Linked DNA regions of Mus musculus: regions 1, 2, 3 and 4 are each linked to region 5. A link is a contact called in public HiCAR-type, HiChIP or PLAC-seq and promoter capture Hi-C data. All regions are on one chromosome and are shown on one strand. Each heading gives the region's core, a stretch centred on a gene start, on an enhancer-like site or on the middle of the called end of the contact. The rest is flanking DNA. Distances are from core to core; before and after follow the strand shown.

The links. Promoter capture Hi-C pulls out the DNA fragments that hold promoters and counts their contacts. HiCAR-type assays count read pairs that join an accessible place to other places. HiChIP or PLAC-seq counts read pairs in DNA pulled down with a chosen protein or histone mark.
Region 1: a promoter capture Hi-C map of pre-B cells shows a contact between it and region 5, with 2.1 times the contacts expected there. The contact joins the promoter of Ociad1 here to the promoter of Nipal1 in region 5. A contact is called at or near these places in 2 of 39 promoter capture datasets (pre-B cells and stem cell-derived epiblast-like cells), 1 of 484 Hi-C or Micro-C datasets (CD4 T cells), 2 of 115 datasets of contacts at active chromatin or transcription factors (effector CD8 T cells and memory CD8 T cells) and 1 of 9 other capture datasets (pancreatic islet).
Region 2: an H3K27ac HiChIP or PLAC-seq map of thymic regulatory T cells shows a contact between it and region 5, with 4 times the contacts expected there. The contact joins the promoter of Fryl here to the promoter of Nipal1 in region 5. A contact is called at or near these places in 2 of 39 promoter capture datasets (cranial neural crest and pre-B cells), 2 of 484 Hi-C or Micro-C datasets (CD4 T cells and CD8 T cells) and 3 of 115 datasets of contacts at active chromatin or transcription factors (memory CD8 T cells, microglia and thymic regulatory T cells).
Region 3: a promoter capture Hi-C map of embryonic stem cells shows a contact between it and region 5, with 2.9 times the contacts expected there. The contact joins the enhancer-like site here to the promoter of Nipal1 in region 5. A contact is called at or near these places in 6 of 39 promoter capture datasets (the HPC-7 cell line, cranial neural crest, embryonic stem cells and 2 more) and 1 of 9 other capture datasets (adipose tissue).
Region 4: a contact with region 5 is called in a HiCAR-type map of astrocytes, with 3 times the contacts expected there. The contact joins the promoter of Gabrb1 here to the promoter of Nipal1 in region 5.

What each region holds. Positions count from the first base shown.
Region 1 is chr5:73,291,389-73,294,088 of GRCm38.p6, reverse strand. Ociad1 (OCIA domain containing 1) reads right to left here and starts at 1,295. Exons shown (of 9, transcript NM_023429.4): 1 at 1,113-1,295.
Region 2 is chr5:73,255,340-73,258,039 of GRCm38.p6, reverse strand. It overlaps Fryl (FRY like transcription coactivator), which reads left to right and starts at 1,422. Exons shown (of 63, transcript NM_028194.2): 1 at 1,422-1,640.
Region 3 is chr5:72,132,800-72,135,626 of GRCm38.p6, reverse strand. The region is part of intron 8 of Gabrb1 (gamma-aminobutyric acid (GABA) A receptor, subunit beta 1); the gene reads right to left. Among named protein-coding and RNA genes, the nearest start is that of Commd8, 34 kb to the left of the region's middle. Within about 2 kb of position 1,481, at least 1 of the 459 cell types and tissues checked has an H3K27ac peak or open chromatin away from gene starts, as enhancers often do. A contact at or near this core is called in embryonic stem cells, where this site is marked.
Region 4 is chr5:71,698,655-71,701,431 of GRCm38.p6, reverse strand. Gabrb1 (gamma-aminobutyric acid (GABA) A receptor, subunit beta 1) reads right to left here and starts at 1,500. Exons shown (of 9, transcript NM_008069.5): 1 at 1,337-1,500; 2 at 1,052-1,143; 3 at 560-627. The coding sequence starts at 1,416. It overlaps Gm38562 (a long non-coding RNA gene), which reads left to right. Exons shown (of 4, transcript XR_868471.1): 2 at 1-56; 3 at 2,147-2,240.
Region 5 is chr5:72,646,364-72,649,063 of GRCm38.p6, reverse strand. Nipal1 (NIPA-like domain containing 1) reads right to left here and starts at 1,268. Exons shown (of 6, transcript NM_001081205.1): 1 at 1,131-1,268. The coding sequence starts at 1,176.

The DNA.
Region 1 (2,700 bases), core at 46-2,545, 640 kb before region 5:
ACTGGGAGTTCCAGATGGTTGTGATACTGTGATAGGACATGTGGGTACTGGAAACTCTGCAAGGGCCAGTGCTCTTACCTGCTGAGTTATCTCTTCAGGCCCCGACTTTTACATTTCAACTACCTGACATAAAAAAATAACTGAATGAAAAAGGGTCATAAACATATCTGAACTAATTATTCACATTCGACCCTTTGATTGAAAAACGGGTACATCAAAACAATGGAAAAAAATTCCCTTCTAAGGCTAGGTTATGTTATTTCACATTATTCTGTACCTTGACTCAAAAACAAAACAAAAACTACAACCATATCCAAATGATTAGGGAAAAACCTCAAGTCACTTCTAGGTTTCCAATTAAAACGAAACTGCATTGTATCCCCTAACTCAGCAGTCAAAAAATAATGACGTCACATTTTCTGCAGGTAGCTACGCTAATGGCAAACTTCCCTGTACCAGCCCAAGTAATCTTCAAACATCTTAAATAAATTTTAAAATCCAAGAGCAAATATATTCTTTCGCCTTCCTTTAAACTTAGACCTCAGCATTTCAGACAAAATAAGGAGTACGTCTTCGCTGAAACAAACGCATCGCAGTATGACTTACTGGATGCCAACAGCAAAGCACCTTTCTGTAATTCGTTTAGTCACTAAAATCATCACCTATTGCATACCTATATCCCTTCAAAGAAAAAGGTTTCAGAAAAGGTAAACTGAACTCTTGGACAGATGAAGCATTCAGAGGAAGCTTCTCAAACTGCAAAACCCTACCAAAAAAGAAAAAAAAAAAAAAAGAAAGAAAGAAAATCTCGTCCCCAGGGAGGCTGGAGGGCAGTGCGACCTGTCTGATCACTACAGCTCAAAGCTGTAATCATAAAGAACAAGGCTCAAGCGAGGCAGTAGCCGCGGACGCCAGCACTCCTGTCCCTGACCTGCCACCCCACCTCGGCCATCGCGGCTTTCCCCACCCCTCCATGCAGGTCTCCCGGTGCCCGAGTCACCGGCGCTGCAGCAGAGCCCAGGCCCGCAGTGCGACCGGACACCTCCGGGCAGGAAAATGGCGGCTGCGGGCGAGGGTGGGAGACTGGCGGAAAGCCGCGCCACCACACCCACCTCACGATGGAGGCGGCAACGCTGGGAGCAGGACCCGGGGTAGAGGCCGGGAGAGGACCCCAGAGACAGGCACAGCGGACAACGCGGGAAGCGGGGAGGGGAAAGAGGGCAGCTTCCAAGCGATCGCCAAGATGTCACCCACACACGAGCGCCAGCAGGCCGACACCCGGAAGCAGTACCCTTGACGGGAAATGACGTCAGGACAGCGCTGGGAAACAGCGGCGGGCCAGTTTCTCAATACTCACGGATGTCGATCACGCCCCGTCCAACTAGTCCCGCCCCTTTCACCGCCCCCCACCCCGCCCCAGGCCGCGGCGCTCCAGAGCTGCACTGCGGCTGCGCGAGTTAAGGCCTGCAGCTCAGCTCTGCCTCTAGGTTCGATGCTCTTGTGACATACCCCAGAGACTGTTCAGTGACAAGCCAGTAGGGACATTTTGGAACCCCTCCATCCTCAAGTCCCCTCCTTATCCCATGACTTTCCTTGGACTTCCCTAATTTTAAGATTTACAGAAATTTTCTTATGCTTTAAGCCTCTAGGCTAGGTAGTGAATTTTAAGCGTGAACTCTTAAGTTAACTGTCAGAACCTCCAGTCTAGTGTCCGATTGATTCTAACACTAGAGTCAGGATACACTCCAACTCGGAGACTCAGAATTTACTCATCTGAATAACAGAAATAATGTGTGTTTCACAGTTTTGGGTTAAAACAAGTCTGAAAAGGAGTTTAGGCTCTGGGGCTGTATTACCAGGAGACTATATTTTAATGCTAGGAGACCAACTTTTCGTCAGAGCTCAGGCTGCCACTCCTAACCACCAACTATTCATTTCTTACACTGATCCTAGGCATGTTTACTGAGTGCGTATACTGAACCAAGTCCTGAAAGTATATCGTTGATACCTCTGATAGCTCCAGCCCACGAAGTTATGAACTCCTATAATTGTCAGACTTCCCACCATTCCTCATTTCATATGTTTTTCACTGGTTCTATGGCATCCACGAACTTGTCTGTATGCTTATTTAAGAGAGAAAGTCATGTAAAACATGAATCCGGAGTCATGGCTAGACCTCTATGGCTCCTGAACCCCACACTAAGGACGAACTCAAACATAACTTGGGTGAGCTCCAAAGCCTTCCTGGAAGCTGATGCCCATCCAATGGAGAAAGGCGATAGGATTTGTTAACCATCTTAGACCCTTGCTATGGCACCAGGAACGTGGGGATCACCAGAAATCACGGAACTTTAAGCTCAGCTGTGAAAGCCTTGGGTTCCATCCTTGTGATCAGAGCAGCTGTGGTGTACCCACTGGAGACCCTCAAAAGATTGCTTCCACGAACATGCCCTCCTGAAGAGTCAAGAGCTCAGAGGCACATCCTTTTCTCAAAGGTACAAAATTGAGCATATATGCTTGGGAGAAAGATGTATTAAGAGGCATAGCTGGCAAGCTGCCCATGATTTGGAAAGTAACTTTAATTAAGCTCATTAGTTCACCAAGCATGACTTGATGGAATTATTCCTTCCATTTGCCATTGTTCTTTGAGAGGAATAGAGACATCCCTGGAAGAGTCTTTAACAAGCACTCTTTCAAATA
Region 2 (2,700 bases), core at 173-2,672, 610 kb before region 5:
CAAACAATTTAAAAGGAAGGACCTGCAAACACCAATCAAGTCCCGCCTCTCTTACTGCTCCTCGATAATAATGGCTCTCTGAGTTCAGGAAAAAAGCCTTATCTCTCAACTGTCTATGCTTATTTCCCTCTCTCTAAGCTGGTCTGGTCTAGGGCGGCATTGGGCACAGCCACTTTCTTGGCACTACTGGAGGTGACTGCTGCACCTGTAGGGATCCTCTGACGTCGTCAAAGGATCGTCAAAAGTATCAAAGACCATAGAAAATAGAGAGAACACTTAACCTGTTCCTTACTATTTCTTGGCGGGTCCGAAAGCCATAACCACACTCAGGTTTTTTGGAAATAACCTTCGTTTCCTATATCTGGGGTAGGAACCTGGTGCTAAGTTAATGCAGATCCCGAGGTTGTCGCAGGATTCCTCTCCTTTAATGAGCAGGGTTCTGCCACTCAGGTTTCTCCTGGCGAGACTTCTCCCTCTTCCTTTGGGTAGATGTGCTTTCCCCGGAAAGGTGCCACTGTCCTTCAAAGACTAGCCCTCTGGTGTCCACATTTGTAACAAGAGGAACTTTGAGAATATCAGCAAAGAGGAATATATGTTTAATCTTTCCAAACAATTTTTAAAAATAATAAAAAATAGCATAGTCCCGCGCAAATGCCAGTATGACACACAGGACGTGACCTAAACGGAACTTCTAATGGGAAGAACTTAACGCTTTTCTGAACGTCCTATTGCAAGATAAACAAGGAAACCCCTGGGTTTGAAGACACCTTCGTTAATTCTTCCGGGTGCGTAAAGCCAGGAAGTCAAGGATGTGAGCAGAGTAGACAGGGAGTGTGAACTTGATTAATTCTCAGGAGCCAGTATTAGGATTTCAGGTGTTCTCACTCCATTCACGAAATAGGATTGGGCTCTCAGGATCCCGCAGCTGCTGTGGTGTGCTTTTTATCTGAAGATTTTTGCATCCTTTCCACCTCTCTTTCCCGCCTTCCTCAGTATAGGTTGTTTGTGCTCGACCTCTACCAACATTTAAAGGTACAGAGGCTTTGAGGGTGCCAAAATAGGGAAGACTTTACGACTGTCTTTCAGCCGTCCAGGGAGAGTGATAAAAGGTAAGGGGCGTGCAGACTTGCCTTTTCTTACCCAATCAGGTGCACAGGAAGATGTCTTTCTACCAATAAAAATAAAGTTAGCTTTCCGGAGGCGGGAGGGTGAGCCGTGACTGCCAGTTCTCCAAAGCAACGTTGGAGGCGAGGACCGAGAGTGATTAGAGGTAGGTCCAACCCGGGGGAGGGGGCGGGGCGAAGGTGGGGAAACTCTGAGCGGCGGGGAGGCCGGCCAGTGGAGGGCGAGGACCGCTGTTCCTGGTGTAGTATCCTTCGCCAATCAGGAAGGCGAGTGGGTGGGCGGGGCAGAGAAGGGGTGGGCAGAGCTCGCAGCACTGCCGGGCGCCCGTCGGGCTCTGGGAGAGACAGAAATCCGGTTAAAATCAGAGTCGGAGGGAGGTTTAACCACGAATCGGTCCCGATCGGATTATTCCTTAAAGGGGACGCGCCATTGTCAAAGAGAACGGAGCCTGGGGCCCGAGGGCGGGGACCGGCGGCGCTGGAGGAACGAGGCAGCTGCACGGGACTGGGGACCTGGTAGGTGCTGTTTGGGGAAAGGCGCTTCATTTCACTTTCTCTTCCAGCGCGGGGGCAGGATCCGGGATGCCCGCCGACCGTCGGCCGTAGGATCCGGGATGCCCGCCGACCGTCGGCCGTGGGATCCCGGGTCCCCGGCCCTGGCCCGGCTGCCCTTCTTGCTGCGAGCCGCGAGGGAGGCGGACCGGGATGGGCGGCTGCGGCGCCGACTGGGGAGGCTCCTAACGGACGCGGGCGCGGTACTGAGCCGGGGTCAACCGAAAGCCCGTCGGAGCTGCGGCAGACCCGTGGGGGAGCACCGCGCGCCCCGCTCTGCTGCGCGCCTCCTTCCCGGCCCGTGCCCGGCTCTCCCCGCGCTCCCGGCTGCCCTGGTCGCGCGCCGTCGTCTCCACGCTCGCTCCGCTCTTCCCGCGCGCCCGGCTGCCCTGAGCGCGCTCCCTGCGCCGCTCGGCGCGCCGGCTTGGTTCGCACGCCGCGGGTTCACCGCGACCCGGGAACCGCCCGGCGAGGAAGCGGGCGGCGGGGCGGTGGCGGCAGGCGCTACTGCTGGGTTGATCATCCGACCCGGCTGAAGGTGCCGGCAGGCGGCCTCGGGAGGAGAGGCGGCGGGCTCGCGCTGCGCGCCGAGGTTGCCGGCCCGGCCGGGCATTGTCCGCGATCCTCCGCCGCGTCTCTCCGCCCACTGCTTGCGGTGCTGGGAGGGGTGCGGACCTGGGCGCAGAGCCCACTCCGCCTGAAGCGACGGCGCACCCCCGGACCCGCGCCTTTCCGGAGCCGGGGTCGGCCCGGCGGACGCCAAAGTCACCGCCCGCCGCCGGGCCTGTGCAGCCCGGGCCACCGGCTTCGCAGACACCGGCGCTGGCTCCTCGCGGTCCGGAGCTCAGCCGTGCAACTTTTCTTTGCCTTCTAATGGGAGTTGTTGCTTCCGGGCGGCAGGTTCTCCCGGCCCGGCCGAGCCTCGTTTCTTGCGTCTGCAGAGGCCGATATCTAAGGCGATCTGGGGCCTGAATGCTTTACTACTAGTCCAGCTTTGTTCCTCATTACCTACAATCGCTTTGCT
Region 3 (2,827 bases), core at 232-2,731, 510 kb after region 5:
GAAAACCATCCCCCAATGACTTATCACCCACTTAGTTATCTATATTCTATCACTTATGTTATTATTCTATATATCTATTTTTTATTTCTCTATCTTTACCCTTCTATTATCTATTTACTTCCATCTATCAATTACCTATGTACCATCCATTCATCTGTATGATCCATGCATCCATCTATCTATCTATCTATCTATCTATCTATCTATCTATCTATCACCATCATTATCATCATCATCTATTATTTTTCTTCTTTCACTACCTATCTAGTTCTAATTTGATTTCTGTTGCTGTTTGTGATGGCTAGTTTTAAGTCAACTTAAAACACGAACTAGAGTTCTCTGAAAGGAAGAAACTTCAATGGAGACAATGCCTCCATAAGATCATCTCTGCCTGATGAGGCATTTCTCAGTTGAGCTTTGCTCTTTGCAGACTGGCTTCCGCTAGAATCAAGAGGATGGAAAACTCACCAGTACAGCTGACCCCCTTGTCAACTTGACAGACAAAGCAGTATTAAACCAGTAACCTTTCCTTTCCTGTGTATTCCCAAGATCTCTTGTTAATATCACAATATAAACCATAAATCTAAAGGGCATTTTTACATTATTGATTGATGCGGGAGAACTCAGTCTATTGTGGGTGGTGCCATTTCAGGGCCAGCGGTCCTAGGTTCTATAAGAAAGCAGGCTGAGCAAGCCATAGGGAACAAGCCAGGAAGCAGCACCCCTCCATGGCCTCTGCATCAACTCCTGCCTCCAAGATCCTGCCCTGCTTGAGTTCTTACCCTGACATCCTTGGGTGATGAAGAGCAATGTGGAAGTGTAAGCTGAGTAAAGCCTTTCCTCCCCAACTTGCATTTTGGTTATGGTTTTTCATTGCAGCAATAGAAATCATAATTAAGACATTGTTAAAAATTACTTTGACCAAAAACTACTTGGGAAGGGAAGGAGTTGTTTAGTTTACACTTTGAGATTATAATTCATTATTGAGGGAAATCAGGTCAGGGACTCAATGGAAAACTTGGAGACAGGAATGATGGAGGAACTGCTTGCTGGCTCTCTAGCTTAATCAGGTAGTTTTCCTATACAGCTGAGGCCCACATGCCTAGGCATGGTGTTATCCACAGTGGACCAGTCTGTTCGGCAAGAACTATCAAGATAATCCCCTCACAGACACGAATCCAGGCCAGTCTGAATTGGGCAATTCTTCTATTGATTCTTTTTCTAGGTGGTTCAAGGTTGTGTCAAATTAGCAATAGAACCTAGCCAGCACATATTTCCTGGTGCTTGTTTGCTTTCCATTGCTGTGGTAAAACACCATGACCAAAGAAACTCGGAGGAGGAGAGGGCTTATTTAATCTTACAGCTCCCAAGTTATGACCCACCAATGGAGGGAAGTCAGAGCAGGAGCGTAAGCAGGGCAGGCCTGGAGCCAGGAACTGAAGGAGGAACACTGTTTACCTGCTTGCTCCCCATGGCTCTCTCTGTTTGCATTAAAAAAAAAACAATCCAGGACTTCCTTCCAGGGGCAGTACCACCCACAATGGGTTAGGCCCTCCCACATCAATCATGAATCAAGAAAATGCCCCCTACAGACTTGCCTACAGACCAATCTGATGAGGCACTTTTCTCAACTGAACTTTGCTCTTAGCAGACTGGCTTCCACTAGAGTCAAGAGGATGGAAAACTCACCAGTACAGCTGACCCCCTTGTCAACTTGACAGACAAAGCAGTATTAAACCAGTAACCTTTCCTTTCCTGTATATTCCTCAAGATCTCTTGTTAATATCACAATATAAACCATAAATCTAAAAGTCCCACCTTCTTGGAACATTTAAACATTTTAAAAGACAAGTCTCTTTTAAAACTCCTTACAAATCTAGAGTCTCACTGGGAACGAGGCAGAGCAGTTAAGATCGCTTACTGCAGCTTTCAGTTGCCAATACCCAGGTCAGGTGGCTCCCAACCTCCTCCAACTGCAGCTCCAGGAGATCCATCCAGTGCCCTATTCTGACCTTCGTGGGCACATGCACTCCTCATATGGACACCCAGGCCACAAACATGTAAGTTAAAATATTCCTTTTTGAGTTTGTAGTTCAAGGTAAAAAAAATAAATCATTAGTTAACTTGTGTCAAGATGGGATGTCAAAACAGCTGATGAGGGAAGGAAGGAAGATTAAAAAGGCAGATTTTTGAGGTAGAGTGAAGAAGTCAAAGGTATTGGATTATAGCACAATGCCTTCTAAATTGGAGAGTTTACACTTGGAGGCCTGGGAAGATGACATCTCACAGGAGGGGCTGCTAATGCTTCTCTTTGTCTGTGTGGGATGCAGCTCTAGCCTAAATGTGTGTGTGTGTGTGTGTGTGTGTGTGTGTGTGTGTGTGTGTGTGTGTGTGTGTGTGTAGTGTTCATACCATATAATGCATGGAAAAGTCACACCTGAGGAAGTTTGTTGCTGAAGTCGTGGAGCTGAAGTGATAAGGATGTATACTTTAGAAGATGAATTGAACATACGGCTTCTAGGTCTGAAATACTCAAGCAAAACATAAAACAGATTATTAAGGCACATACCTCATTGAGGTGCATTGATGATATTGGAAATCATGATGTCATGTTTCCTATTAAATGCTGATGTAATGGTTTCATCAGAGGGAGAACTTATTGCTAGGTACAGGAAGTTTCGTGAAAGCAAGCAACTGAGATAAAGTCAGGAAGGATGTAAGCATGGCAGAGCAAGGAACTGGGGGTTGGAAGCTGTGTTTTCATTCTGATTATTTCATTAACTGATGAGCAATGACCTTGGCTTAGTCAAGATCTCAGCATTCTCAT
Region 4 (2,777 bases), core at 251-2,750, 950 kb after region 5:
CCTGAACTGTTCATCTCAGCCTGTTGCTCTTGCCACACACTGCGCTGGATTCTGTGGTAGGGAGGGGACACTCGCGAGCCCAGCCAGCCTGGTGGCTGAGATGGGTGGGTTGGGGCTTTCAGGCTGCTCAGCTGTGGAGATTTTGGGGCTCTTGTCTGGCCACAGCTGGCTGCGAACCCCTGGTCCGGGGGAACCCACTGTACACCACTTGGCCGCCGGCAGATGGTGCCCTGCACAGCCCGACAGTCGGGGAGACCCGGCTAAAGTAAGGCTCAGACTCCGCCCCAGCCAATCCACCGGCGCAACAGTCCCCCTTCCTTCCCAAAATAGTGCGGAGTACGTCTCCTTCGGAGCACTGCGGTAGCCTGTGTGTGTGTCGAAAATACAAACTGTGGGGCGACCGACAGTGTGTGTACTGGAGTGGGGCGTACGCGCGGAGTGGGGACCCTGGGGACCAGGGCCGAGGTGACCACCAATGAAAAGCAGAGGACGGGGAACTGGTTCATTTCTCATCTGCGTAAGCTCGGCCGGCCGCCGAGCCCTTGGGGAGGCCACTCACCATATTCACTTCCGAGACCATGTCTATGCTGGCGACATCGATCCGCATCCCGACGTCCACCGGGGGCCCTGCCAGGGAGGTGGACCACAGCAAAGACAGTCTTTGAGTGGCAGGGAGCTGAGGGGACATTGGGGGCTTCCCAGATCTTATTACAGACTAAGCAGGCTCCCTCCCTACCCCTTTCCTGTTGTAGGGGACAGCGGGAGAAAACAGGTGTGGGCACACGCGTGATGCAGTGACAGTGCAGAGGGTGTGTCGGCTTGAAGAGAGGGACAGCTCAGCCTGAGGATACGTCCACCTGAGATTGGGGATAGTGCGTGGTGTGTGTGTGTGTGTGTGTGTGTGTGTGTGTGTGTGTGTGTGTGTGTGCGCGCAGGGCGTAGTATTGCACGTTTACAGGAACGGTAAAATGGGGAAGGAGGCATTATATCTGACAGAAAAGGTGAACTAGGGATGGGTAACAGGTTGAAAAAAAAAATGAAGAAGCATTACCTCCAAAGTCCGGCCGCAAGCGAATGTCATATCCTTTGAGCAGTCGGTCCACTGTCTCTTTCACGTATGACATGTTGCTGGGTTCATTGGAGCTGAAGGGAAGAAGTAGGGACCGTATTCAGAAAGATCACAAACTGAAAACAGACATAAAAAAAGATCCAGGCACACCTACCCCCAAATAACAAGATACATGATCCAGCAGGCACGGGAAAATAAAAAATAAAAGAAGAAGAAGAAAATCACCAAGGAAAAAAAAAGAGAGAGAGATTGAAGCAGGCAGCTCACCTGTGTGCACAACAAACCATAGCAACCATCACGGGAAAAGAGAGAAGCCCCAAACTCTCTCGATTTTGTACTGTCCACATTCCTAACTCTGATGAAAGAATTGTCTTTTCTGCGAAGATTCAAGGAATGCAACTTAGTCGGCGGCTGGGCAGTAATTCCCGAATGGACCTGCGCATGCGCAGAGGGTACTCACTACCAAAAGACACCTTGTGCCTTGCAAACAATATTCCTAGTGGAACAGGCAACAGATTTCAATCCCTTTAAAGTTCCTGTCTGAGGTGCTCCGCGTTCTCTGGGTAGTCGAATACAACCTGCTGTCTCTATGCAAAGGAGCCAACGTGCCTGTGTGTGTGTGTGTGTGCCCAGTTTTCCTGAGCTGTGGTTTGCTGTGTTCCTTTCCCTCCTGTCCTAAGCTTGAATTTTTTTCTTTTTCCTTTTCTTTTCCTTCTTTCTTTTCTTTTCCTTCTTTTTTTTTTCTTTTTTAAAACAGGGCTTTCAATGATCTGGCTAAGGCTGTCTGGCATCTTTTGTTGACAGTTATAGAGGTCCTAGAACAAGAAGTCTGGAGATGGTTCTCTGGTTGTCTGTAGAAAAGATGGGGAGGGTGCTGGGGAGGGGAGTGGGCAGAGACTGCCCGGCCGGCCGGCCCGGAAAAGGAGTTTGGGGGTGGGGAGGAGGAAACACAGGGAGGGTTTGGGAGTCTTGTCCTCTCTTCGGAGGTTATGAAGACAGCTGCTTGCTTGTGGAATTGGAGGGGGGGGGGGGGGAGGAGAGAACTGACTAACTTTTAAATGTATGCTTTTCCTTTAGCTCCCATCTCCATCAGTCCACTTGGAATGGGAAGTGAAGAGAAGAAGAATGAAGCAACCCTGGCAATCAATCTTTTTTTCCAGGACCTTTGCTGGTAAATCTTGTAGGTTTTAGTCGCCCAAGCTTTTTGCTTATAACTGTCAGTGTGCTAGCTCCTGTTCTTAATCCCTAAATTGAACACTGAACATCCTCAGTCTAATATGCCTTATGCAGCCCGGGAAAAGCCAATCTTCTTTCAAATAAAGGGAAGTTAGGAAATGCAATTCAGTACATATCACTAAAAAACATGTTAGGTGGTTGGAGATTCTGGGATGGATTCATGCCCTTTGTTAAATAGCATATATCAAGTCTTCATTTGATACTAGGTATTCTGAAACTTAGAGTAAACTTTTCACAAACCCCTTACAAAGATAAGCAAAAAGAAATCACTTCTTCCTGATATTGTCTGTGTAAACTGAAGAATTATTACCAAACCAAGAAGCACTAAAAATTACCTTAGAGGAGAAGAAAAAACAAACAAACAAGCAAACAAAGAACAGAAGACAAAGCTTTTGTCTGGCAAGGAAGGGGAATTCTTCTTGAGGGAGAACAGTATGTACTAAATCTTACAGACTGGAAAAAGTACTTCTAT
Region 5 (2,700 bases), core at 19-2,518:
ACTGCCACTAAGCGCATGACTGTCTAGGAAACAACCCTAGATGCAGCTGCCTTAGGGATACCGGTCTCAATGTGGGGATAGTTTGTGAATTGTTGCACATTTTCTTTTACACACCTTTCCCCTTTCTTACTAGCTGGGATTTGATGAGTCCTCTCTCTTCTTCTGTCTCTCCCCCCTTTTCTTTCTATTCCCTCGTTAAGTTATAAGCTGGAAAGGCCAAGAAGCAAGGACACGAATCTCTACAACACGAGGAGCTGTAGTTACATGGTCGTAGCATTAGGCTGGGAAGCACTCACTGTAAGGCACAGGTCTTACCAGACAGCTTCTTTGAGTCGTTAGCAAGTAGGTTAGAAATGACCTGACACCAGTGGGGATTAAAAAAAAAACCGATAATTTCGTTTGCAATGCACATTTCCCAAGGTTGCCCCACCTTTCCCCTTACTTCCATTCAGTTTTCTCTGACCTTCTGTGTAGAGACTGCAAGAAGCCAGTGGAAGTGAGGAACATCTGGCAAAGGTCAAGGGGTGGGGCCCAGGGGTTTTACCAGGCAAGGTGTGGGCTGGAAATCCCAGTCTAGCCCTGAGGAAGAACTAACAAAAGGGCACTCCCAGTTCCCTGTTGGAGTAGTCACCCTACTCAAAGGATTGCCCAGTAAGTCATACCTGAGCGATCTCTCCGTGGGACTCAGGCACAGTGTGTTCAGGGAGCACTGTGGGAAGCCCACGGGATCCCCGGCACGCCCTCTGCCATGTACTCCGGAGTTGAGGCTGAGCCAGGAAACCTCCTCCTGGATCAAACCCTGGAATCTGCCCTCAGCAAGCATCCTGAATTTCCCTGCCACACACTCAGTAGGACGTAATCAACATTGAGCCAGCCGGGGGACTAAGTGGGCGTCACTTCTGTCCTGCTCCGACTTGGGCTTCCCCACAGAGTCTGGAGTGCAGTGGGCTCAGCTAAGTATTTACTGTCCCGTTGGTGGGACAGCCGACTGGACGACTGGAATACTAAATGATTAGAAGACGGCGCGTTAAGAATCCGCACATTTTTCTGAGTCTAGTTTTGAGACCTCGCATCTGGGCTCCCAGCTACCCAAGTGACCCAACTGTCCCACCGCTGGGACTGACACTCACCTTCATGGCAGGGCTCTCCGGGTGGCAGCCTCAGCTGTACCCCCATGGCCTGGGGACCGGGCTTCCTCTGTGCTAGCAATAGTTTCTCACACACCAGTGTCCCGGGACCCGCTTTCGTTCCGGCGGATCGGTGGAGTCAGCGAAGGGTGTGCGCTGCCTCCGCCCCCGTGGCAGGCTCAGCCAATGAGAGTGACTGGGTGGGGCATGGGGTGGTTTGAGGCTCATTTTCCGCCCACCGCTCGCTCATCGCCGCAGAAGTTCCTTCAGTCACCGGTGTCTGCAGGGTGGACCCGGGAGCTGCACAGGTGCTTAGTCCAGAAACACCTGCCAGGAGGAGATGAGGTTACAGCGTGGATGCTGCCGAAGTCACTCGGGGAATTTAGTGATGGAGAGGCTGTCCCGAGGCCCCCTTCTGGTTGTCCTGGAGCAGACGAAGTGCTGGCCAACGTCAGTGGGTCTTTCTCATCACTGGCTTTTGTGGCACAAGGCGCTGTCTGCTGGAGTTCTGTGCTGAGTCCATGCTAAAGTTTATTCTGGGATTTTTTTCGAACAGGCTTGGTGCTTCTGCTCTCTCGTGCACGCCGTTGTCCTCCTTGTCTTACAATACCCGTGCTTACCTGTTTTCAACAATCAGGCATTTCCCTCTCCACCCACCCAGCTGCCTTATCCCCACGCCCAGTCGTATATGAAATAAGCTTTTCAGGGATCAGCAATGCCCAAACTGAGAAGACCTGTTCCCACGCTGAAGTTCATGATATTCCAGCAGTACACTACATAACATGCATGAGTCAACTCATTACAATTTACAGCACAATTTATTAACTACAGTTTGCAGGTGAGGGATAAGGATAAGGTAGAGAAAGCGGTGAAGTAACTTAGTCACGAGGTATTTATTATGCCTCATGAAGTGGTCACACTTACTGCTGAAGCCCTCAGCCGGAAGAGCCGAGATTGTGTGTTTTTCTGGGGTGCCTTTGCGCTTGACTGCTGTACCCCCATAGGCTCTAGGTATTCACGAACAGCTAGAATTAACTTTATTGCCTAAGAGTTTCACTGCAGAGATCCATCTTGCTTTTCTTGTTTTCAGGTTTATGAGACAAAACTTAAAACCAAATTAGTCAGTAGTTTAAGATGCATACTTTTTGTCTATGGGCATGACCTGTGGAAAAAGAATGGGGGAGGGGCAGGATCAGGTGGAAGTGGCAAAGACGGTTTAAGCCAGTTTTGAATTGGAAGCCTTGTGAAGTAGACATCTACTTAGATGCTTTCTTTGGACATCAGATTTCACGTTTTGTCTTCACCATAGACTGGCAATGATAATAAATCTGATCCCAGGTACTTCTTACTATTTAACAAACATCAGTTACAATGTGGCAAACCCTAACCCTAAGCACTTTATAAAAAATTGTTTAATTTATATTAAAAGCATTCAAAATGATAATAGCTGTTGTTATTTTCCACTTTATGCTTTATATCTTCACTTAAAAAAAGCCTTGAGAATGTTCCTTTGAGATTCATGAGTTTTCTTTGTTTGCACACGAATGCACACGTGTGTATGCAGGTGCACATG